Linked DNA regions of Mus musculus: all the other regions are linked to region 1. Evidence: chromatin contacts called from public HiChIP or PLAC-seq and promoter capture Hi-C data. All regions are on one chromosome and are shown on one strand. Each heading gives the region's core, a stretch centred on a gene start, on an enhancer-like site or on the middle of the called end of the contact. The rest is flanking DNA. Distances are from core to core; before and after follow the strand shown. Region 1 holds the start of Mrpl37 (mitochondrial ribosomal protein L37). Region 2 overlaps Dhcr24 (24-dehydrocholesterol reductase). Region 3 holds the start of Lexm (lymphocyte expansion molecule). Region 4 holds the start of Pars2 (prolyl-tRNA synthetase (mitochondrial)(putative)). Region 5 overlaps Acot11 (acyl-CoA thioesterase 11). Region 6 holds the start of Acot11 (acyl-CoA thioesterase 11).

Evidence for each region. Promoter capture Hi-C pulls out the DNA fragments that hold promoters and counts their contacts. HiChIP or PLAC-seq counts read pairs in DNA pulled down with a chosen protein or histone mark.
Region 2: a contact with region 1 is called in a promoter capture Hi-C map of embryonic stem cells. The contact joins the enhancer-like site here to the promoter of Mrpl37 in region 1. A contact is called at or near these places in 11 of 39 promoter capture datasets (the 3T3-L1 cell line, the C10 cell line, cranial neural crest and 5 more), 10 of 115 datasets of contacts at active chromatin or transcription factors (the SCID.adh cell line, astrocytes, bone marrow-derived macrophages and 7 more) and 3 of 9 other capture datasets (adipose tissue, liver and pancreatic islet).
Region 3: an H3K4me3 HiChIP or PLAC-seq map of forebrain shows a contact between it and region 1, with 5 times the contacts expected there. The contact joins the promoter of Lexm here to the promoter of Mrpl37 in region 1. A contact is called at or near these places in 23 of 39 promoter capture datasets (the 3T3-L1 cell line, 3T3-L1-derived adipocytes, the C10 cell line and 13 more), 1 of 15 datasets of contacts at CTCF or cohesin (the NIH/3T3 cell line), 6 of 484 Hi-C or Micro-C datasets (cerebellar granule neurons, cerebellum, cortical neurons and 2 more), 14 of 115 datasets of contacts at active chromatin or transcription factors (astrocytes, embryonic basal ganglia, embryonic forebrain and 7 more) and 4 of 9 other capture datasets (adipose tissue, embryonic stem cells, liver and 1 more).
Region 4: a promoter capture Hi-C map of hematopoietic stem and progenitor cells shows a contact between it and region 1. The contact joins the promoter of Pars2 here to the promoter of Mrpl37 in region 1. A contact is called at or near these places in 22 of 39 promoter capture datasets (the 3T3-L1 cell line, 3T3-L1-derived adipocytes, the C10 cell line and 14 more), 4 of 484 Hi-C or Micro-C datasets (B cells, regulatory T cells and uterus), 7 of 115 datasets of contacts at active chromatin or transcription factors (astrocytes, cardiomyocytes, embryonic stem cells and 1 more) and 3 of 9 other capture datasets (adipose tissue, embryonic stem cells and liver).
Region 5: a contact with region 1 is called in a promoter capture Hi-C map of neural stem cells. The contact joins the enhancer-like site here to the promoter of Mrpl37 in region 1. A contact is called at or near these places in 22 of 39 promoter capture datasets (the 3T3-L1 cell line, 3T3-L1-derived adipocytes, the C10 cell line and 14 more), 1 of 15 datasets of contacts at CTCF or cohesin (the NIH/3T3 cell line), 3 of 484 Hi-C or Micro-C datasets (liver, nephron progenitors and neural stem cells), 20 of 115 datasets of contacts at active chromatin or transcription factors (astrocytes, bone marrow-derived macrophages, cardiomyocytes and 12 more) and 4 of 9 other capture datasets (adipose tissue, embryonic stem cells, liver and 1 more).
Region 6: an H3K4me3 HiChIP or PLAC-seq map of embryonic stem cells shows a contact between it and region 1, with 22 read pairs. The contact joins the promoter of Acot11 here to the promoter of Mrpl37 in region 1. A contact is called at or near these places in 9 of 39 promoter capture datasets (the HPC-7 cell line, cancer-associated fibroblasts, cranial neural crest and 5 more), 8 of 484 Hi-C or Micro-C datasets (B cells, CD4 T cells, the MNK3 cell line and 3 more), 24 of 115 datasets of contacts at active chromatin or transcription factors (the HL-1 cell line, the NIH/3T3 cell line, bone marrow-derived macrophages and 12 more) and 5 of 9 other capture datasets (adipose tissue, embryonic stem cells, liver and 2 more).

Annotation. Positions count from the first base shown.
Region 1 is chr4:107,065,207-107,068,495 of GRCm38.p6, forward strand. It overlaps Mrpl37 (mitochondrial ribosomal protein L37), which reads right to left and starts at 1,660. Exons shown (of 7, transcript NM_025500.2): 1 at 1,244-1,660. The coding sequence starts at 1,589. It overlaps Cyb5rl (cytochrome b5 reductase-like), which reads left to right and starts at 1,788. Exons shown (of 7, transcript NM_001346552.2): 1 at 1,788-1,839.
Region 2 is chr4:106,588,774-106,592,062 of GRCm38.p6, forward strand. It overlaps Dhcr24 (24-dehydrocholesterol reductase), which reads left to right. Exons shown (of 9, transcript NM_053272.2): 9 at 1-340. Lexm (lymphocyte expansion molecule) reads right to left here. Exons shown (of 10, transcript NM_183182.3): 10 at 2,136-2,914. The coding sequence ends at 2,842. Among named protein-coding and RNA genes, the nearest start is that of Lexm, 27 kb to the right of the region's middle. Within about 2 kb of position 1,583, at least 42 of the 459 cell types and tissues checked have an H3K27ac peak or open chromatin away from gene starts, as enhancers often do. A contact at or near this core is called in embryonic stem cells and liver, where this site is marked.
Region 3 is chr4:106,615,731-106,619,019 of GRCm38.p6, forward strand. It overlaps Lexm (lymphocyte expansion molecule), which reads right to left and starts at 1,508. Exons shown (of 10, transcript NM_183182.3): 1 at 1,395-1,508; 2 at 172-259. The coding sequence starts at 1,489.
Region 4 is chr4:106,649,263-106,652,551 of GRCm38.p6, forward strand. It overlaps Pars2 (prolyl-tRNA synthetase (mitochondrial)(putative)), which reads left to right and starts at 1,807. Exons shown (of 2, transcript NM_172272.2): 1 at 1,807-1,869.
Region 5 is chr4:106,748,337-106,751,625 of GRCm38.p6, forward strand. It overlaps Acot11 (acyl-CoA thioesterase 11), which reads right to left. Exons shown (of 16, transcript NM_025590.4): 14 at 1,547-1,678; 15 at 926-1,052; 16 at 1-148. Among named protein-coding and RNA genes, the nearest start is that of Fam151a, 16 kb to the left of the region's middle. Within about 2 kb of position 1,550, at least 92 of the 459 cell types and tissues checked have an H3K27ac peak or open chromatin away from gene starts, as enhancers often do. A contact at or near this core is called in astrocytes, differentiating embryonic stem cells, epiblast stem cells and 3 more, where this site is marked.
Region 6 is chr4:106,798,143-106,801,431 of GRCm38.p6, forward strand. Acot11 (acyl-CoA thioesterase 11) reads right to left here and starts at 1,689. Exons shown (of 16, transcript NM_025590.4): 1 at 1,542-1,689. The coding sequence starts at 1,574.

The DNA of each region.
Region 1 (3,289 bases), core at 410-2,909:
GTTAGATGGGATTCTGACATGAAGGGGGAAACTTGGACAGACTGAGTTTGCTTCAAGTTGCCTATCTTTAAGGTAATACAGGTAAGAGGAGAACCTGAGACTGTCTACCATAAAGTCCACAGTCTCTCTATAACCCCAGTCTGCTTCTCAGGGCCATATCTCACAAGGGTTTATTGGGATTTTATAAGACCTCTCTGTACATTGAGAAAGTGTAGGATAGAAAATACATTTTCAGACTGGTTCAATGAATGCAATCTTAACTTCTGATCTTTTTTCCTAAAGCACGGTTTCTCTGTGTAGCCCTGGCTATCCTGGAACTCACTCAGTAGACCAGGCTGACTTGAACTCACAGAGATCTTCCTGCTTCTGCCTCCTGAGGGCTGGGATTAAAGGCATGCACCACCATCTCCAGGTGCAATCCTAACTTCTGAAACACATCCATCCACTAGGCATTCGTTGTCAGGGTAATGCAAAGGGGTCGTGTCTGTGAGATCCTTCACAGCACCTCCTGAGTTCACAGAAAATGGTTAATGGCCAAAAATATCAGCTTGCAGGCATAGAAGTGGGCCTTTTAGGAGGCTGGCCTATGGCTATCGATTTTTCCAAACTTATGACTGATTCTCTTAATTTGGCTCCAAACCTTGTTGGGTCTCTGTATTTCCTAGTTATCCTTTGGAATCTCTGCTCCCACAGACTTCAGTTGTTTTTGGTTTTAGGATCTTCCCTATCCTCATCCTGATCCTGAGAGGGTTCAACTCTGGAAAACAGTTCCTGACACTCCTCTTAAGAAACAGAATGACTTTGAGACATTGATGTATCTCCCCCGCCTCCCCACAGGGTTTCTCTGTGTAGCCCTGACTGTCTTCGAACTCATTCACTCTGTAGATTAGGCTGGCCTCCAACTCAGGAAAAGGCTCAAGACATTCTGACCTGTTATTAAGTGGGTAGACTTTTGGGTGCAAATCCTTTCTTTGAAAACATATCCCAGGCCTATTTTAACAAAAGACACCCCCAGAAAAGGAGCGTTGTAGACCTGCTTTATTATCACCTCTCCACGCATGGAGACAAATCCCCTCCTCTCTGCACACATTCTCCATTGCTCCCTTTCACAAACACCTTGATCTGACAACTCTTGGAAGCCGGGTGTTACTCTATTCTACTTCCAGAGGAAGAAACTTCCCCAGGCTCGGGGTCACTGCTGAGCCTGGGACAGCGTCTCCTCCCGTTTGTCCTGAGACCTCACCCTCCAGGAGTCGGCAACGCTGGTGGAAGATGTAGCAGGGTTCTTCCTTGTACAGAGTCTGTTCGTGGATCGGGGCGGCACGGTGGAAGCGTGGGTCATTCCAGCCGCGCTCCCACGGCGGGAAGATCGGCCTCGCCAGCCACGGGACGAAGTGCTTCTTGCCCTCGTAGGTAATGGGCTCCAGACCGGGGATCTCGTACACCCTGTCCAGGGGGCGAGGCTCGGGCTTCCGCGTGGAGCGCACGCCCCACTCATACGCCCCACGTTTCGGAGTCCCGTAACCTCCGAGGCCGAGCCTTCCAGAGCCAGCGAGTGCCCGCAGAGCGGGCCCGGACGCCAAGGCCATACCGACTCCGTTTCTACAAAACCTCTACCTGGACGCCGCCATCTTTGCCCGTGCAGGGACTGCTGGGAGCCAAAGGGGCGGAGCGCAATGACGGGTTTTTGCGAATGACAGACACTTCACCCAATCACAATTAGAATATGCTTGCTTTGTCCCCGCCCCTCAGGCAGTTCCCATCCTTATTGGTGGAACCTGGAAGGTGCTCTTTGCTTGGGGTTTCTGAAGTGCCACACGTGAAGAAACTTGCTGGTAGGTAGGTGAGCGCGGTGGTGGAGCTCGCGGCCGGCGCGGAGGAGCGTAGGGACCTCAGATCTGTACTTTGCACGCCTTTGACCCTTAGGCATTTAGAACGTGAGAGGGCCCGGTCTCCTCGCTGTAAAATTAGGAGTTAAAATGCCTTAGCGGGTCCGACGCCTCATGAGTTCTGGAACTGCCATCCTTTCCGCCCTTCTCAGCGTTGCCCACACTTTCCTGGCTGCGGCTTCCCAGAGCCTGCGAGTGGCCCGGGTACCTCTTTCTATGCCAGCTTGGCGGCCGACTGCTGGCACTGCGGCTCGCCCGGCGCCGAACGCGAGTTACTTTTGCTCTGCTGCTGCTAAGTTTTCCGATTCCCGGAGGCGGGTCCAGTGCACTGGCTTCTGGCAGGCTCGCTGCGGGGGTCAGAGTGAGGACTGTGCTAAGTAAGCATCGGGTGGGCATAGGTTGAGGGACCACCGAGTGAGTACATGAGTGCACGACGTGAACGGTGGCAACACACACATGCTTCCTGTCCCTTAGGTCTTTTCTCTTGTTTGACCACTGTCAGAGTTGCATTGTTTAGTGACCGGCCCGTGAACTCTCCCTGGCTTCTAGAGCAGTTGCGTGACACACACTTTAGGTTAACAAATGAATACATAGTAGAACAAATAAGGTGCTTGGTAATGACAAGGGGAACACTTGAGAAGGTCTCTGAGAGGAGATGACCTTTCAGCCAAGGCCTGAAGAGTAGGGATAAGCATCCAGGGCGAGGCTGCAACAGGGATTGTGCCTCCCAGATGGGAAGGAACTTCATCTTTAAAATTGTGCATGAAGTGGCCACCTTGTCTACCAGTTTCCAAAACGACTGAGACAATAGGACTATTTAACCCCCATGAATGCAAAAGAGGCAGAGGACAATATGACTAACACTCAGACTACCCAGCAGTTTACAGTTAAAGCATTTTCATTTGTCTTAGTACATCTCCTTCCCAAATGCTAAGAGTAATTGCCATAAAGAGAGGCACCATTCACTCAGTTATCTGATGCACAGTACAGATGGAGTGACTGGATGAGTATAACACCGTGCTAGGTCTTAACAAGGACAGGGACCGTGTCCTGTGCCTTCTGCCTTACAACACCAAATCCTGTACCCAGCTCCCGGACTATAGAGGGAACGAACACTCACCAGGCCATGGGAGCTTCCTGTATGCCAGGTGTTTGGCAGAATACAGAAAGAGTGAGACACCAACTTCATTCTCACTGGTGGCCCAGCCTCAGAAACACACCAAAGTCAAAGAGCTCCTGCACAGTAGGAGAGGCCTTCTGAATCCAAATTCCCCGCCTCTGCTTAGATTTACACACACACAAAACCCCAATAGTTATAAGCAGTAAGCATGCCCCCAAATGACAGCAGATCCTCTGGTTAAGCCATCCCTGTCCCTATAGCCTGGTGGGCCTTGGGGAGA
Region 2 (3,289 bases), core at 333-2,832, 480 kb before region 1:
CTGCTATGGGACAGCACATGTGGGAAGTCAACGCAAGCCTCTCCCCTCCGTGGCTCTGGTTTCTTGGCTGCATGGTTCTCTGTAAATTCAGTTGTAGCCACTGTCTTTGGCTAGAAAGCTGAATTGGCTGTTGCTGAAAGGAAGGAGGGGATGGGTGTGGCGATGTGTGCTGTGTGATTTGTTGTTTTTTTTTTTTTAATTTGGTCATGGGGACCAAGGAGAAGGCATGAATCCCTGTATTTGGCTCTTGCAGCCTCAGGCACTGTGCCTACTCTCCAGGTCATGTCCCTGTGGTTCTGGGGCCACCACTTGTGTAAAATAAAGTACAGCCTGGACGCTAGTCTTTTGTCATTTATTCAGAGGACCAGTGTAGAGTCGGACAAGGACGCAGCCACCGCCACTGGTGCCATTCAGCTCCAATGTCCTGTCTGAACACAAGCACCCACAGATGAGGGCTAAAAACATGGGGGAAGCGGGTAGCAAATGGATTTCTGTCATTCCAGTGAAGAAATGCTGGCACCTCAGGAGGGATGGGCTCTGTCCTCAGGCACCAGGTACACTTGTCAGGTCTGGCTGGTGTTCTGGCTTCATCAATCGGTTGTGACAAACCAGTTTTGACAAGCTCATTGTTCCTGTGTCGATGTCCTCATCCAAAAGCCGAAGGCACAACGACCCTTCCAGCAGAACACAGTGCCTTCCTCTGCACACTACCAGCCTTCCTGTCAGCCAGATGTGTCCACAGGGATTAAGTGGTTAGCTTTGCAGTCACTAGAGACCCAGATAAGCTTCTGTTAGGATTGAACCACATGGACTTGTATTTTTTAATAGTTGGCTCACCCCAGGACTTTGATGCCCAGAGCCGGGAGAATCAAGTTTTAACTTGGTACACTTTGCACAGGTGTGTATGTGATGGGAATTTTACTAGAACCTGTGATTTTCATTCCGAAACTGGCTTCAAGCAACCTTTTGGGAAGTCCCTTCTCTGATTTCATAAGTTGTATCTTAAATCTGTAATATCCCCTCTGCTGGCCAGCGTTCTTTCTGTAACAAAGTACCTGAGATGTTGATCAAGAGGAGAGCTTTATTTCAGCTCTAAGTTCTAGAGGTTCCAATCCATGATCCCTTGGTCCTGAGGTGAGACAGTGTATAGTAATGGGTGGGTGTGGCAGAGGAAATGGTCAGAAACCAGGGAGAAAAGAGAATAGAAAATGGAGTTGGTAGTCCTTCAGTACCATTTACAGGCATGTTCCCAGGGATCCAAAGACCTCCTACTGAGCCTTTCCCAACAGAACCAGCCCTTGACACCAGGCCTTTGGAGACATCCCAAGCCCAAACTACCATTAAAATAGCTTTCGCTCTTCAGTCCTAGACATAACCTTACATTGAGATGAGTCTTCACCACAGGGTGTCTCCAAATCTCAGTCTTGTAAGCAAGAAACGGAAGTGGGCATCTGCTGACTGGCCATGACCCACCCACCCACATAAAGTACGCAGTTTGTCAATCTCACATGCCAAGTGACCGGGTTAGGCACATTCCAGTGCCTGGCTACCACGTGACACAGACAAGTTGACACAGAACGTTAACTACCACAGCTGCAACATCCTGCTTTGCTCTGAGAGCCAGCTTAACCATCTCCTGACACGCTGTGCTTCCGGACACACCCCTGAATGCAAGGTCAGCGTGAAAAGTGGCCCCACATCCCAGACCCGGGACAGTCACCTCCCAGGGGTCTGCTCTGCACCCAACAACCCATCTACCCTCAGTTTGGTTAGATCCCCTTTCTCTGGCTGAGTCTGGGGGTGGGGTGTCTAGAGAGTGGATCAGCAGGGCCTGAGATACAGGTTACTGGAAGAGGAAGTCCCAGAAGCAGGCTGTATACAGCACCTGCAGAATGAAGGACCACGCCAGGGCCAGAGTAAGAGCCCGGCCAGCTTAGGTGTGGGCGGTTATTAAGTAGCTCACCATGATGAGAAAACCAAAGATCCAAACTCCAAATGAGGAATGAAAGGGGCTCTAGGCAGGGTGCATGCTGATGGTCCTGGCTACTCCGGATGCTGAAGAGAACAGTCATGATTTCATTTCTTTCACAACCACGACTTGGACCCACGTGAGAAAACAACTGGTAGAACCGGCTCTGAAAACATGTCTGAAATCGCTTTATTATGTAAGTTCTGTGGCTGAGTCTGTCAGGTCTCCTCATCCTCTTCTCCAGGGGACAACTGGCTCCCCCCACCACTGTCATTGATGTAAACAGTGAGGGGGAACGTCACAGGATGTTGTCACTCACCCCCGAGGACCCACCTCTAACCACACTGGTGGCCCACAATGCTAAAGTGGGGTACAGCGCTTCAATGGCTGAACACTGGAAGTCAGCAGTCTCCTCCCAGCACGAGGCTCTGTTGAGTGTCCAGAGCACCCTAGCATGGAGATGGGGTTTTCCTACAGGTCCCAGACTGCTACGTAACAAATGCTCCTCTCCCCGCCTCATTCTGGGACAACGGTGAGTTAGGTACCCACGCTCTAGCTTCACAGTGCAAGGGGTTCCAGGAAGTCACCCACGACCCCCTCTTCCATCCACCTGCTCTCTGGCTCCCAAATTCACGTCACCAGCTGACTGGAATGCTTAGGACAATGGATCTCTTGTAACAAAAGATACCTGGTCCCCCTGCTGTCCCAGTAGACACTGTGACTTTTGACCGCAGGGCTACAGCAAAGATGACCCTCCTGCCTTCTCCCCTCACCCAGGCATTCTCCAAGATCCCTGCTTCCTTTCCCATCTCAAGATTTCTCTTCTGGCCTTGGGCTCTCTGGTTGCATCAGGCTGTTCTTCCCGAGTGGCTTTAAGGAGTAGGATCTGAATTGTAGTCCACAGTTGGACGGCACTTGCCCTTCGTAATAGGTGTAATCCGTTTCCTGTAAAAAGGAGAAAGAAGAAAACAGGCACAATCCCTTGCAAGGAAGTGAGTTCCACATCCATGACCTCCAGACCTTTTACAACACAGAGTCCTTTCTAAGGGAGAGTTCTCTATTTTATACCCATTTATCATAGCCAGAATGTCTTATAATAGCTCCCAGGGAAAACCACAAGAAGGCTAGTGAGACTAGCCAGAATCGGTGAGGTCTAGCTTCAGCAAGAGACCCTGCCTCAAATGAATAAAGCAGAAAGTGATCCAGAGAGACAGCGTACATAAACTTGAGGCTTCTACACACATATAAACACATGTGCTGGGCATCCACACAAGTGTGCGCTCACACATACACACACTCACAACTACATTTTATACACAT
Region 3 (3,289 bases), core at 258-2,757, 450 kb before region 1:
TTAAACTCCTAGGGTTCTAGCATAGTCCTGAGTTTATCAAACATCTGGAGCCAAGAATGAGGCAAGCTTGGGTTGGAGCATGCGCAGGTGTATTGGGGAAGGGACGCGGTTGGAGCATGCGCGGGCGTATTGGGGGCGGGACACAGACCACGTGAAAGGAAGCAGGCTCACCAGTTCCACCGAATGATGTCTGGAGTATGGGGCCTCTGTGAAGGTGCTGAATTTCTTCTGGTTGGGATAGACAGCGGAGACATCAAACCTAAGAGAGGTATAAGTGAGGGCCCATCTGGTCCTGACTGGGGCAGCCCTGGTGGACAGGCAGTTGGTTTCCCAGGACAGGCGACTTTGGAGCTGACCCTTGAATGTCACTTTGGATCTGCTTCATCATTTTGAGAGTTCCTGAGATGCTCTGCCACCCACCCTATGCTCTGCCTCTCCCTACAGCTTCATTCTTCTTCAGAGTTCTTACCATTATCCTTCCCAGCTCAAGTAGATAGATAGATGTTATACTACAGGGTGGATACTTCATATCATCTTTCATATACGTTTAATTATCCAGACCACCTCATGATCACAGATTCTAGAACCGTGTGTGGCACATAGTAGGTCATTTATATGCAACTATATTACATAATAGAACATAAAAAGAAATATGACAGTTGAGCATAATGGTGCACACCTTTAATCCCAGCACTTGGGCGGCAGAGACAGGTGGATCTCTATGACTTTGAAGTCAGCCTGGTCTATAGAGTGAGTTCCAAGACACCCAGGGTTATGTAGAGAGACTGTCTCAAAAAGAAAGAGAGAGAGAGAGAGAGAGAGAGAGAGAGAGAGAGAGAGAGAGAGAGAGAGAGAGAGAGAGGAAAGGAAAAGAAAAGAAAAGAAAAGAAAAGAAAAGAAAAGAAAAGAAAAGAAAAGAAAAAGAAAAAAGAAATAAGACACCTGGGTTGCAAACAAAACTTTTTAGCTAAATTTCATGGGATGGGCAGACCATGTGGCCTCTATGAATATTTTACATTAGGTGGTTTGGAAATAGTTTGCAAGAACTTGCTACAAAAATGGAACAGAAAACAAACAAACTTAGAGGCTTTAATCCCAGCACAGAGAGGGCAATGATAGGCAGATCTCTGTGAGTTCTGTCCAAGCAGGGCTACATAGGAAGAGAGGAGGAGAAAAGAGGAGGAGGAGGAGGAGGAGGAGGAGGAGGAGGAGGAGGAGGAGGAGGAGGAGGAGAAAGTGAGTGGGGGAGGGGCGAGCCAGCCCTCTTCCCTTCCTTCCCGGGCTCCAGCCTTCTGGGTTAGCCTTCCTCCCGGAGGCGGAGGCAGAGGCGCTGGTGGGGCCACAGGAACTCCCTTGGATCCTGGGTGCTAGGCCAGGAAGCAGTTGGGCCCCACCTGTGGCTCTGCACCCCAAAGGGCGCCCCTTTGAACCACTTGGGGATGGTGGACATGATGTTGCGCGGGGGGGCGCCGTGGGTGCGAGGTCTCATTGAGCCTAGACTCCAGCCTGCCCCCACCCCGGCACAACACCCCCTTGACACCGCGCGCTGCCACGGCAACCCGCAACCGGGGCGTTATGATTCAGCAAGTACAGACCTGCTTCGTGACACGTGGGAGCTCTCCAGCGTGCTGGCTGCCCCCTGACGTTATCATTCACTTTATATTCCCAATGCTGCCTTGCCTGAGACCCTTCCTGGGCTCCTTCAGACCTTAGGATCCCCCTGGGGTTTAATGAGAGAGCTCTTGTCACTTGCTGAGAATCTGTTTATTTCTGCTTATACTGGGGAGAGCCCAGGCTCAGAAATTGCCTTCATGTTCACCTTGTAAGGGAAACGGAGGGGAGAGCAGACTTGGGAATTCTGGTCCTTCTCTGCTGGATGGAACTCTGGCGGGGGAGGGGAGCGATGGGGAGAGGGGCGTGGCAGGGCAGGGTGGGGCGGGGAAGCCAAGGAAGATGGCACGTGGAGGACAAGTAGAGAGATAGGTGAAGGTACTTAGAGACATCAGAAGGGATGCAGTGGCATCAGAACCTCAGATATCCACTCTGAGCAGACACTAAAGGACGACTGGCCCCCAAATGTGGTCCCTGTCCTCTGACAACCACTTCCACAGCTTGGCCAGGCTAGCAGGTGGGGAATGGGGTGGGGCCCAGCCTGTGGACAGGCACTTCAGGGAAGAATCCCAAAGGAGGAATCACTTGCTAGGTGAAGAAAGAGGGGAGGGTGTGCCCCCAACCTGGTGTGACCAGCTCTCCCTCCTCCTCCCTTCCCCTACTGATAGCATCCTCTGGCTGTGCTAATGTCTCCTTCATTACCCCAGAGCCCTGCAAGGGCTTTCAGCAGAGATGGAACAGATGTCTGTCTACACCCCACTCCTGTGACAAGATAACTGGAGGTCGATGGAAGATACCTTCAGTCCTGCATCCAACCAGTGGCAAAGCACACCAGAGGCACAGCAGCCTCCTACAGCAGACCCACACCACAGTTGGTATTTAAATGGAAAGCTGGACTAATGGCTCCAGGCCTGGCAGTCACAGAGTCACAGCTGATAGAGCGACCACAGTATACCACTGAGCGGGGGGGGGGGGGGTGTGTGTGTCAGAGACATCAGCTGTAGTGTCCCTTTTTTTTTTTTTTTTTTTTACTTTTTTTTTTTTTTTAAAGATGTCTATAAATATACCAGAAGAGGGTGGGCGTCTGAATTTCATTACGGGTGGTTGTGAGCCACCATGTGGTTGCTGGATTTGAACTCAGGACCTTTGGAAGAGCAGTCAATGCTCTTATCCTCTGAGCCATCTCACCAGCCCATGGCGTCCCTTTCTAAGTCTCCTCATGCTTACCTGGGAAATGAAGCAACATTCTATCTCCCAGGCTCCTGAGAGGATTAAAACATCTACAGGAGGCAATTCCTGGCCCTGGGAAAGGGCCTCTCAGAGGCCCACAGAGAGAGACTGTCTTGTTCATTCCTGACACAGTACCTGACATATAGCAAACACACAGCAAATGTTTGTTGGGTGATAAATAAGTGAATAAATGTAGTACGATTTATCAGGAACCCATAAATTTGAAGCTTGGTCCTGCTGGTGACGCCAGGTGACCCTGGACATGGTATGCTCATGAGGCCTCCATTCCCCCACCTGGGACAGGGCATGTGACTAGAGTTTCCTTGGAGAGCTATACTAACATGTCATGGCGTCGTAGCTGTCCTTGCCCTAAGCAGGAGGCCCTTCTACCAGCCTGGGCCTCCTTAGGCACTCCTGGGGAAGTGGCACAGACCGGCCTGTAGCTGCC
Region 4 (3,289 bases), core at 557-3,056, 420 kb before region 1:
CTCTCCACTCTGTTTCAAGCCTGCAACATTCTCCCTCAGACAGCTACACGGTCTCCTTCTTCAGGTCTTTGCTAAAATGCCACACTCATGGTGGCTTTCCGTGGGCACCCTATGCACCATTCAGCTCCCTACCCCATTTTTGTTTTGTTTTGTTTTTTTAAGTTAAATTGTCTTCAGAACATTTAACACCCTCTGACCGGCAACTTACTTTTTCTTTCTATGGATTTTTTTGTGGTAATTTTTAAAAATTAATTTTATCAAAATCCGGTTTTGTCTTGGTTTCTGAGTCTTTACTGCCCCACTTCCCTACTGTCTGCTTTTTATTTATTTGTTTGTTTGTTTGTTTTTGTCAGCTTGACACAGCTAGGGTCATCTGGGAAGAGGAACCTCAGTTAGGAAACTGTCCCCATGAGGCTCCACTGCAGGCCAGTCTTCTTGATTAATGACCGACATGGGAGGGCCCAGTGCATTGTGGGAGGTGCCACCCTTGCACATGTGCTCCAGGGTTGTACAAGAAGGCCGGCTGAGCAAGCCATGAGGAACAAGCCAGTAAGCGGTATTTCTCAGTGGTGTTTGCTTCAATTCCTGTCTCCAGGTTCCTGTCCTGAGACTTGACTCCTCGCTACCCACCCCCACCCCAGGGATGGACGGTAACTCATAAGCTAAAACAAACCCTTTCCTCCCCAAGTTGCTTTTGGTTGTTATCTTTCTCACAGCCACTGAAAGCAGACTAAGACACTTGGTCGGCTGAAGTTTGACTGTGTCAGCTTACAGGCCATCACTTCTAACATGAATGTTGGGAGCTGTTTTCCCCATTCTCTGCTTCCCCACAGCTGCAGCAGTAGCGTGTACTATGTAATTATTCATAAACTATTTTGTGAGGGCTGGGGAGACAGCTCATCAGGTAAAGTGGGTGCCATGAAACATGAAGAGGGGGTTCAGAGCCTCAGTGTATAAGGTAGAGATGGATGAGAAACACCTATGAAAGCTTTGGGCCTTCACACACTAGTTCACACGTGTATATGTGTTCCTACACACATACAAACATACCACATAACACACTTATGTAAACCATGTACATATACATCTTGTAAATGAAGAAAAGACCCAGCCTCATTGTATGTGTGTGTGAGTTTGTGTGGGAGTGGAGGTGGGTATCCTCAGTGGTCAGAAGGTTTTGGAGTTCCCTGGAGCTGGCGTTTCAGTGATTGTGGGTGCTGAGAACCGAACACTGGTTCTCTGAAGCACAGCAGTGGTTGTTAACCAGCACAGCAACGAATGTTTCAAGTCGCATCTTCAAGACTCAGGGACACTCGCCTTTGAGAAGCCACATCCGTGCTCTCCAGTTCCCCTGGTGCTTTTAAGCCTAGTGCTTCAGCCTATATTAAAATGTCTTTATTAAACCCCATCTCTGCTTCATAAAATTTTTTAAAAAGACTTCCTTGGCTATTGTAATACAGGTGACCTTATGCAAGTGTTTCATAGTTTTAAACTCATTTAAATTGTGGCTTGTTCAATCATAGCGTAGATTTGAAACATAGCTATTGTCAATGAACCTGCTCTCCACATAGACCGGGCCTAGCAGTGGGCGGTAAAAACAGGACTCAAATCCTTTAAAGTAAGGTTTGATCATAGAGTTGAACCTTGCTAATTCCTAGAGGGCACTTCCGGAATCTTGGCGGGAGAGCGAGGCTCTTTGGTTTGCTTTCCGGAAAACCTCTCCAGCCTCTCTCCAGAGCGTGGGACCGGAGCATCCCGCCCCCTCCCGTGAGTGCGGCTTTCCGATTGGTGAGAAACACAGGGGGCGAGGCTCCGGCCATGTCGGCGCAGGCGCACTGGCTTTGCGTGACTGAAGAGCGCCCGACTCAGGTATTGAGTTGCTGCTGGTGAGCATCGGTGGCCGCTGGACTTGGAGGGTGGCTAGGAAGGGCCCAGCGAATCTAGGGACAGTTTCTGGGCACGCGCACCCACGATCTGGTGTCTGCTGTCTCGCGTGCATCCTCTCAGTCGCCACAGGCTATTGGATAGTCGTGTGCTCGGTTGCAGTTCACCTTTCCCCATCTCCACCCCCGCTGTTTGAGAGCAACACTTCCGCCCTAGTTATCCTTGCGTGGCCCTTACTTAGAGGCACAGAGTTCCTAAAAGGGCCCATTTTGGACCGGTCCCGGGGATGACCTGGTGGCTCAGCCGCCTTAGGGTTCTAAAGAGGAATGAAGTGACCGCAGTACGCTCACTCCTCGTAAAGGCCAAGATAGAGCAGGGGTTGGAAGTTTCATCGCTGTTGTATGCTGCGCTGACGTTGGTGGTATTTGGAGGCAAATTCCCGCAATCCAGAATGGCCATGGGCCTTTTGATGTCACCTGACACAAATCAGAGCCTATGACCCTATGATCCATCTCAGAGCCTATGAATTGGGCATCATAATACACAAACCTTTAGGGCACTAGGCATTGCAAGCACACTGTGTGCAGTTTTCCTGACTGGATCGTGTGTGTGTTCATGTACTGTGTACCTGAAATAGGGCGAAGGCAGGGAAAAGGCCTCTTACAGGTGAGATCTGCGGTACACTCGAAAGGCAGCAAGAAACTGTCATTACCAATGCCTGTGTTAAGTTGAAAGTGTAAGGAATGCAAGGAGGCCAGTAGAGACTGTTTTAACAGTCACGGATGATGGTATCTTGAACTGAGGTGCAGGCTGGTCAGGTGGAGCAGGCTGGGCCAGAGGACTAAAAACTGTGACAGTACTGTGGAGCAGAGTAGATGAGGGCAGGTTTCTGGTTTGGCCAGAGGGTGCTTTGCAGGGTGATACTCAGATCTGCAGGGGCACCATTGTCTGAAGAGATTCTGCCTCACTAAGTTTCAAATAGCGTGTACTATGTTCTCCAAAGATGGGAGAATATATAGGTCAGAAATTCAACAGTTTGGACAGTGAAGATGCAAACTGACCAGGAATGTGTGGTGGGTGAGAGGAGCAGTTAAAACAATATTGACTTTTTTGTTGCGGCAGATTTTCATTTCCTCCGATGTCCTGGAACTCAGATGTGCAAACCTAGCTGATTCTCTTACCTCTGGCTCCCAAGTGCTGGGATTACAAATATGCCTCAGCGCCTAGCAATACTGACTTAGTAGGGATCGAGACAAGGAATTGAAGAAAAAACAAACAAACAAAAACCAAAAAAAGCCTGCTCTTCGCTGTTGCCTGTGAGATTGCAATTGACTTGTTTCAGGGTCTCTCCCCAGTGTTCTGAAATAGTAACAATATCAAACATCCACCAGGCTCATGGCCTGTG
Region 5 (3,289 bases), core at 300-2,799, 320 kb before region 1:
TCTGGAGGCTGGGAGCTAGGTCATTCCGGTTGTCCAACAGAAAACTCTCACAAGCCTTGAAAGTGTTGTAGAATTCTGAGGACAGGCCGGACACATTGGTGGTCACATAGTTGAGAAAGCCGGGGGTGGCCTGGTTGTAGTAAGAAACCTGCAGGACAGGAAGTCAAGTTCAAGGAGGCATAATGGGGAGGTGAGAGTCAGCAGCCTTGCTTGCCTTCTGGGGAAGCAACAGATACAACCTTGTATCTTGATCAGTTAGAAAACCTGAGTGATAGACCTAGCCTCTTTTGATAGGTCCCCCAGATACACAGGGAACTTCAACTCTGACTGCCCTATCACAGCAAACCATAAGGTCACTGTACACCTCCCTGCTGACTAGGTGGCCCCAAGGGGACAGGAATTGACTCTAATACCTACACCTGAATCCACTTTATAACAGTGCTGGGAGGGTGGGGTGTCACAGAAACGTGGTAGACATAAGCCTTGGACTATGTCCTTTGTGTAGGTCCTTAGCAATGCTGGCCGAGTCAGCACCTGGGCAAGGCTGCAAGGAAAACTGCATGCCAGGGGAACTGCAGCATACCTGCCCCCAGCTCTGCTCTACCTTTCCAATTAACTCTGACTCCCCTGCTGAGCCTTCTATGCCCTCAAAGCCACATAAAGCCCTCCCAGACGAAAAGGGAGACACATTAAACAAACAATGGCAGAATTTTAGATCAGAGCTGGGCTTTCTGTAGTGTGTCCAGAGCTTTTCCCAAGCCCCAATAGCAGTTTGCTCTCTGACCACACTCAAGCTCCAGACGAGCTCCTTTCAGACTGCAAAGTCTGGGGGGTCATGGGGGTTCGGGTCTGGAAGGGCCCAGCCGAACAGCGTAGAGTTCAGTTTATCCATAGGTGGAAGTATAGAGGGGACATCACGTCTTACCTTAGTCATCTGGTCCCCCTCACGCCACAGACAGAAGCCTGAACAGAGAGTCTCCCCACGTTGGTATTCCGGTGTCTCATGGTGCGTGGGCAGCGTGACCGACCTCAGGGCAATGACATAGGGGTCCCTGGAAGAGAGGCAGAGTTAGAAGGGATCAGAGATCATCCAGAGGAGGATGCCTTGCTGGGGGTCAGCTGTAGGAAGGGGACATCTGTGTTAGCAGCATCAGGTTCAGGCTCCCTGTGAACCCATGGACTGTGTACCTTGGGGTTTTCATTCTTCTGGCCTTTGTCTCCAGAAAAAAAGATGCAGTCTACCCTGGCTGCGCCCATGTCTCAGGTAACAGCCACAAGCTTCCAGAGGGCAGAGACCAAGGGATACCCATGGGAAAGGCACTCGTGTCTGTGGCAACAAATGCCACAGTCGCCCTTGCTTTCAGGAGCAGTTTGTGACCTTGCAGTCATGATGAACTCCCAATGGCGCCTAGAAACAGCTGGTGGGTTCTGAGTCCAGCCACCAGTGGGCAGCAGAGCTCTGGCCTCCATGTTGCTGCTCCTCCCAGGAGAGGGAGAGAGGAGGTCTCCCTACCTCAACTGCACCCCTCAGAGAGCAGGCACTCACCCATTGTCACAAGGCTTCCGCCTAGAGGCCAGGATCACAAAGTCCTGGGGCTTGGTGTTCCCGCTCAGGGCGGGGCTGATGACGTGGTAGATGGCGTCATCCTCATCCACTTGCTGCACCAGCTCCACACTCCTGTGGGGAGGCTGAAGTCAGGGCTCAGAGCCACAGCAGCTCTCTATGGGGAGCAGCTCTGCCAGGCTCCCGCAGCCTGCAGCCTCTGAGCGGAGCCGGGGAAGGATGGGGACCCTCCAGCATATGTGTATGCATGAATGTGTATGCATGTGCTTGTCTGTACACACAACATTCACACACACACACAGTGCACCAGAGCAGATACACAGGCACATGCACATATAAGCATATACAGAGACACTCATCTAGGTACACACACACACACACAAAGCACACTGACATATACTCAAGCCAATACAAGTATGCAAACTGATAGTATTAACTGTCAACTTGACAGAATGCAGAATCATCTGGGAAATGGGTCTCTGGGTATGCCTGTAGGAGATTATCTTGTTAATTGGCAGAGGGAGGCCCACCTGAACTGTGGCCAGCACCATCACCTGACAGGGAAAGTGGAGGCTGTGAGCTGGGCACTAGCATGCATTCACACCCCTCTGTTATGTTACTGTGGATGCAGTATGAACAAGTGCTTCAAGCTTCTGCTGCCTTGACCTCCCCACTGCAGTGGACAGTACTTGGAACTGTGAGCCCGAGTGAACCTGTTCTCCCTTCAGTTGCTTTTGTCAGGGTATTTTACGACAGCAATGGAGAAAGACATATGTGAGCGTATGTACACAGACAGCTCTGAACTCACAGATCTGCAGGTGCACACACACCCCAAGTAGCTGTTCAAGGATTCAGTAGTTGTCCATACTGTCTAATGAGTTCCCAGTGTGTTTCAGGTGCTATCCTGGGATCTCACTTAAGACTCCTGTGGGCAGTCTTAGCATCCTCACTAAATAGAGGAGCTAAGGCTGGGGGTTAACCCACTCTGGGCTACAGAGTTCATGAGGAAACAGGGCTGGGGTGTTCAGCCTGATGGGTAACAGAGACAACACAAGACCAGGCATACTCACACATCTGTTCAGGTATACAGGCATCAACTGACATTGGTACCCACAGACACAAGGGCAGTCACATGAGGACATGGCCACACCTCCCCCTATCCTTCTGCTGCACAAAGGCTGGCTAGGGAACAGGCTGGCTGTGCAGGCCTAGGGGAGTGTGCTGGGGTCTCTAGCCTATGTCACTCACCCTCAGTGAACTTTGGTTTGGTCCACAGCAGCCCATCTTTCCCAGCTCCTCTGCCCAGCCACCACCGATCACCTCTCAGTTCTAGAATACCCTGCTAGCAGGTCCGGGTTACCCATGCACAGCATTTTAGAGCAACACAGTTTATTCTTTTCTTTCTTGCCACTTGCTTGATCTCTTGCTCTATGTGTGTGTGGTTGTGTGTGCATGTGTGCGCACATGCACAAGTATGAGTGTTTGAATGCAGGTATTCACCTATTGGTGCACTGTTGATAACAACCTCAGGTATGTCATTGCTATTTGCCTGTGTGTGTGCACCAGACTAACTTTGCTCTAGCAGTTCTAAGGAGTCTCCTGTCTCCCATCTCACAGAAAGAATCCTGGGATTGCAGGCATGAGCTACATGCCCAGCTTTATATGGCTTGTAAACCATCTCTTCAGCCCTCCCAACTTGGGTTCAAGTTCTCATGCTTGTGTGCA
Region 6 (3,289 bases), core at 439-2,938, 270 kb before region 1:
CAAGGTTGATAAAGTGGACCTGCCTCACTGAACTGAGGACGTTAACATGGGCACACTCTGAGCATGCTCCCTGGCAAAGTCAGAGCGTGGACATACTCTACCCTGGGCTCGGGGGACAGAAGCAAGAGGCCCAATAGCTCAGATTCCATCCTAGACATGGCAGAGAAACTGCCTGTCCACATTCATTCCCTAGGTATCCCTTTGCCTCTGACCAGGACTAGGTATACCAAGCACAGCTTGTAAAGTTTACTGGGGTAGAAGAGAGAGACACACAGCCAAATCTTCCATCCCAGTGAGAGCGGGGCTCATAAAGACTGCACAGTGCCATGAGAAATCTAGGAAGGCTTTCCAGAGGAGGCAGCATCCCAGCTGAATCCGAGGGCTGAGAAGGAAACCGCCAAAGAGACGGCAGGCTGACAGAGGTGCAAGGGAGGCCAAGGTCACTGGTGGTCACTGGTGGAAGGTACAGAATATATGGCAGCTAGAGAGAGCCAAGGTGGAACACTAAGACAGAAAAAGCCAATCCCTACAGTGCTGCTGAGAACACAGAGGGAGGATGGTGGGGTGTGGAGAGAGCTGGGCAAGCCTGCCAGGTAAGACTGAACAGGTGGGCACACACCACAGCTAGCTTTTCAGAGATAACCACTAGTGGGGTAGCAGATGGAAGGAGCTGGGTGAGATCCTAAAAGTACAAAGAGCCCGGGCTGGGCAAGGATGCCACTTGAGGGAAAGGACGGGTGAGATGTGTATTTAGCCAGGGCACTTTTTAAAAGGCCTTTTCTGTACCGACCTCAGTTGGCAGATACTCTTGCCCAGCACTGGCGGTACAGCCTGTCCCAAGCCCTTCTCCAGGCACCAGGCCAAAGGCCCCCCAATGAGCCACTATGCACTTGGGTGTTTCTGGGACCTCAGCACCTATCTCAACTCCAAAGTCCCAGTTAGGAGGTTCCAGGAAAAAAAATACTCTCGAAGGTCATTGCATAGGACATTTTCCACATGGCCTTTCCCTCACAGGCTGTGTTCTTACTCTCCTGTTCTCGCCTTGTACACACACCCTCACGTCGTAAATTCTGTCAGGCCATAGCCTTGGAGTCCTGAGCGGGAGAAGTGATGAGGCCCAGAGCTCAGATGGCAGGCAGCGGGATTGTGCACAGGACCCAGGGAGACACACACACACACACACCAGCAGCAGCTGGATTGTAACATGACACACACACAGCAGCAGCAGCAGTATTATGCACAAAACACACACATACACACTCAACCAAACAGAATGCCAGAACTTGCTACAGAAGATTCCATTCCACCTAACCACAAACTGCCAGCCTGAGGGAGCCTACTGTCCCCGGGTCTCTTTGGGGAGAGTACTAGTTATAACTTAAGAAGTCCGTGGGTTCTGCAATATCTCCTTCTAAAGAAGACTACAGACAGATCCCGACTAAAGATGCAGATCCTGACTTTAGAGGAAAGCATCTACTTTCTGGGCCCCCACACCAGGAGACCCATTTGTCTCCCAGGCCACCCTAACCCACAGTCCATACCCTTCGCAAGTGGTTGCCCACATTCTGAATCATTGCTGCTCCGTTTGCTGGGTTGCCAGGCTGTGGGGGGGTCTGTAGGCTCCTAAAGGGCCGCTGGTCACCTGAGCCCTGGGACTGCCAGCAAGTCCAAAAGCAGCCGGCTTCTCCTGGCTCCTCCTCCCAAGGTCCCCGCCCTCCGGAGCCAGCTGTTAATATCTCCGCCCCTTGTCCTGGCCTCTCCTCGATCCGCCCTCTGTGCGCCCCCCCTCCAACCCCAGCACAGAAAGCTCCCTAGCACCTGCCAACTGGGCCACAACCACGTGGGGCCTGTTGCCCACCTACTGGCACCACCGGACTCTATGTCTCTAGACTCAGGCAAATGCCAGCCCCCACTCCAGCCCCCTACCCCTGTCCTTGCCTAACAGAATAGAAGTCCCAGAGCTCCCATTCTCTTGCCAGGGAGTCCATCCGTCCACAAGAGGGCAGGCTGGAGTGTAGCAGGATGCCAGGGAGCTGCCAAGGCCTCCTAGAGAGACACCAGACCCACCTGCCAGAGTTTTACCTTCCGGAGTGCTACCCGACTGGCTCCTGGGCCCAGGTTGTTAGCATCCAGCAACTGCCGAACAGGGTTTATACACCGGGCCCTGACAGCCACTTCCTTATAAGCAGGTAATTCTTGTAAATGAGGCGCCTGCCAAAGTACACCCAGTATGCCACGTGGTACTCAGCACCCATGGCCATCAACGAGTGAAAGTTCTCCAGGACTTTCCCTGTCCTCTGTCACTTCTGCAAGAGGTTCGAGGCAGACGACTAGAGACACACTCTGGTCAGGACTAAAAAAGCCAAAGGGAACTGGTGACCAAATGGCTGAGGACAAGTCGCGGAGCACCAGACCCCTGCTGTGACTCAGGCTTCCTGCTGATCCTCTTTCTACATCGCAGGGATGATCCCTGGGGCTGGAAAGGGATGTATCCAAGGCGCCATGGCCACTATGTAGCAGATGGGGACAGATCAGCAGACATGTCCTCTGCCTCCTGCTTCTGCTTTCATTCTCTACACAGTTACTAACAAGTCCTCTGCCAAAGGCCCCGAGTTCACTACCATGCCTGGGACTCTGGGCAAGTCCTCTCTTCTCTCAGAGCCTTGACTCTAGGAATCAAGGACTCGCACGTCTTTCCTTGTGAGTTCTCATCAACGATCTGCACTTCTGTATCTGCAGATGAGAAACTGAAGTTATACCCAAAAGACAGCAAGATAAACACCATTGTGCTAACTCTCGACTCCCAACACTCAGGAACCTAAGGTAGAAGGATGGCCATGAGTTCAAGGCCAGCCTAGGCTACATGTTGAGTTTCAGGCCAGCCTGATTTATAATACAATGTTAGACACTGTAAAAAAAAAAAAAAAGAGGGGTGGGGACAGAGAAATGGCTCAGTGGTTAAATGTTCTTGCTACTCTTCCAAAAGAGCCCAATTCGGTCCCAGTATCCATGTCAGATGGCTCAAAGCCAACTGTAACTGAAGCTCTAGGAAATCAGATGTCTCTGAGCTCTACCACATCTGCATTCATGTGCACATACATACCCAGATGCAGACACACACACCTATACCTAACTAAAAACAAAAAAGTAAGTATTTTCTGAATGGGGGTAGAGGTTGGAGAGATAGCCCAGTTAGTAAAATGCTTGTTGTCGCAATCATGAAGACCTGAGTTTGGCTCTTAGCACCCATGTAAAAAAGTTGGGTGCACTGATGGGTCCCTGTAATCCC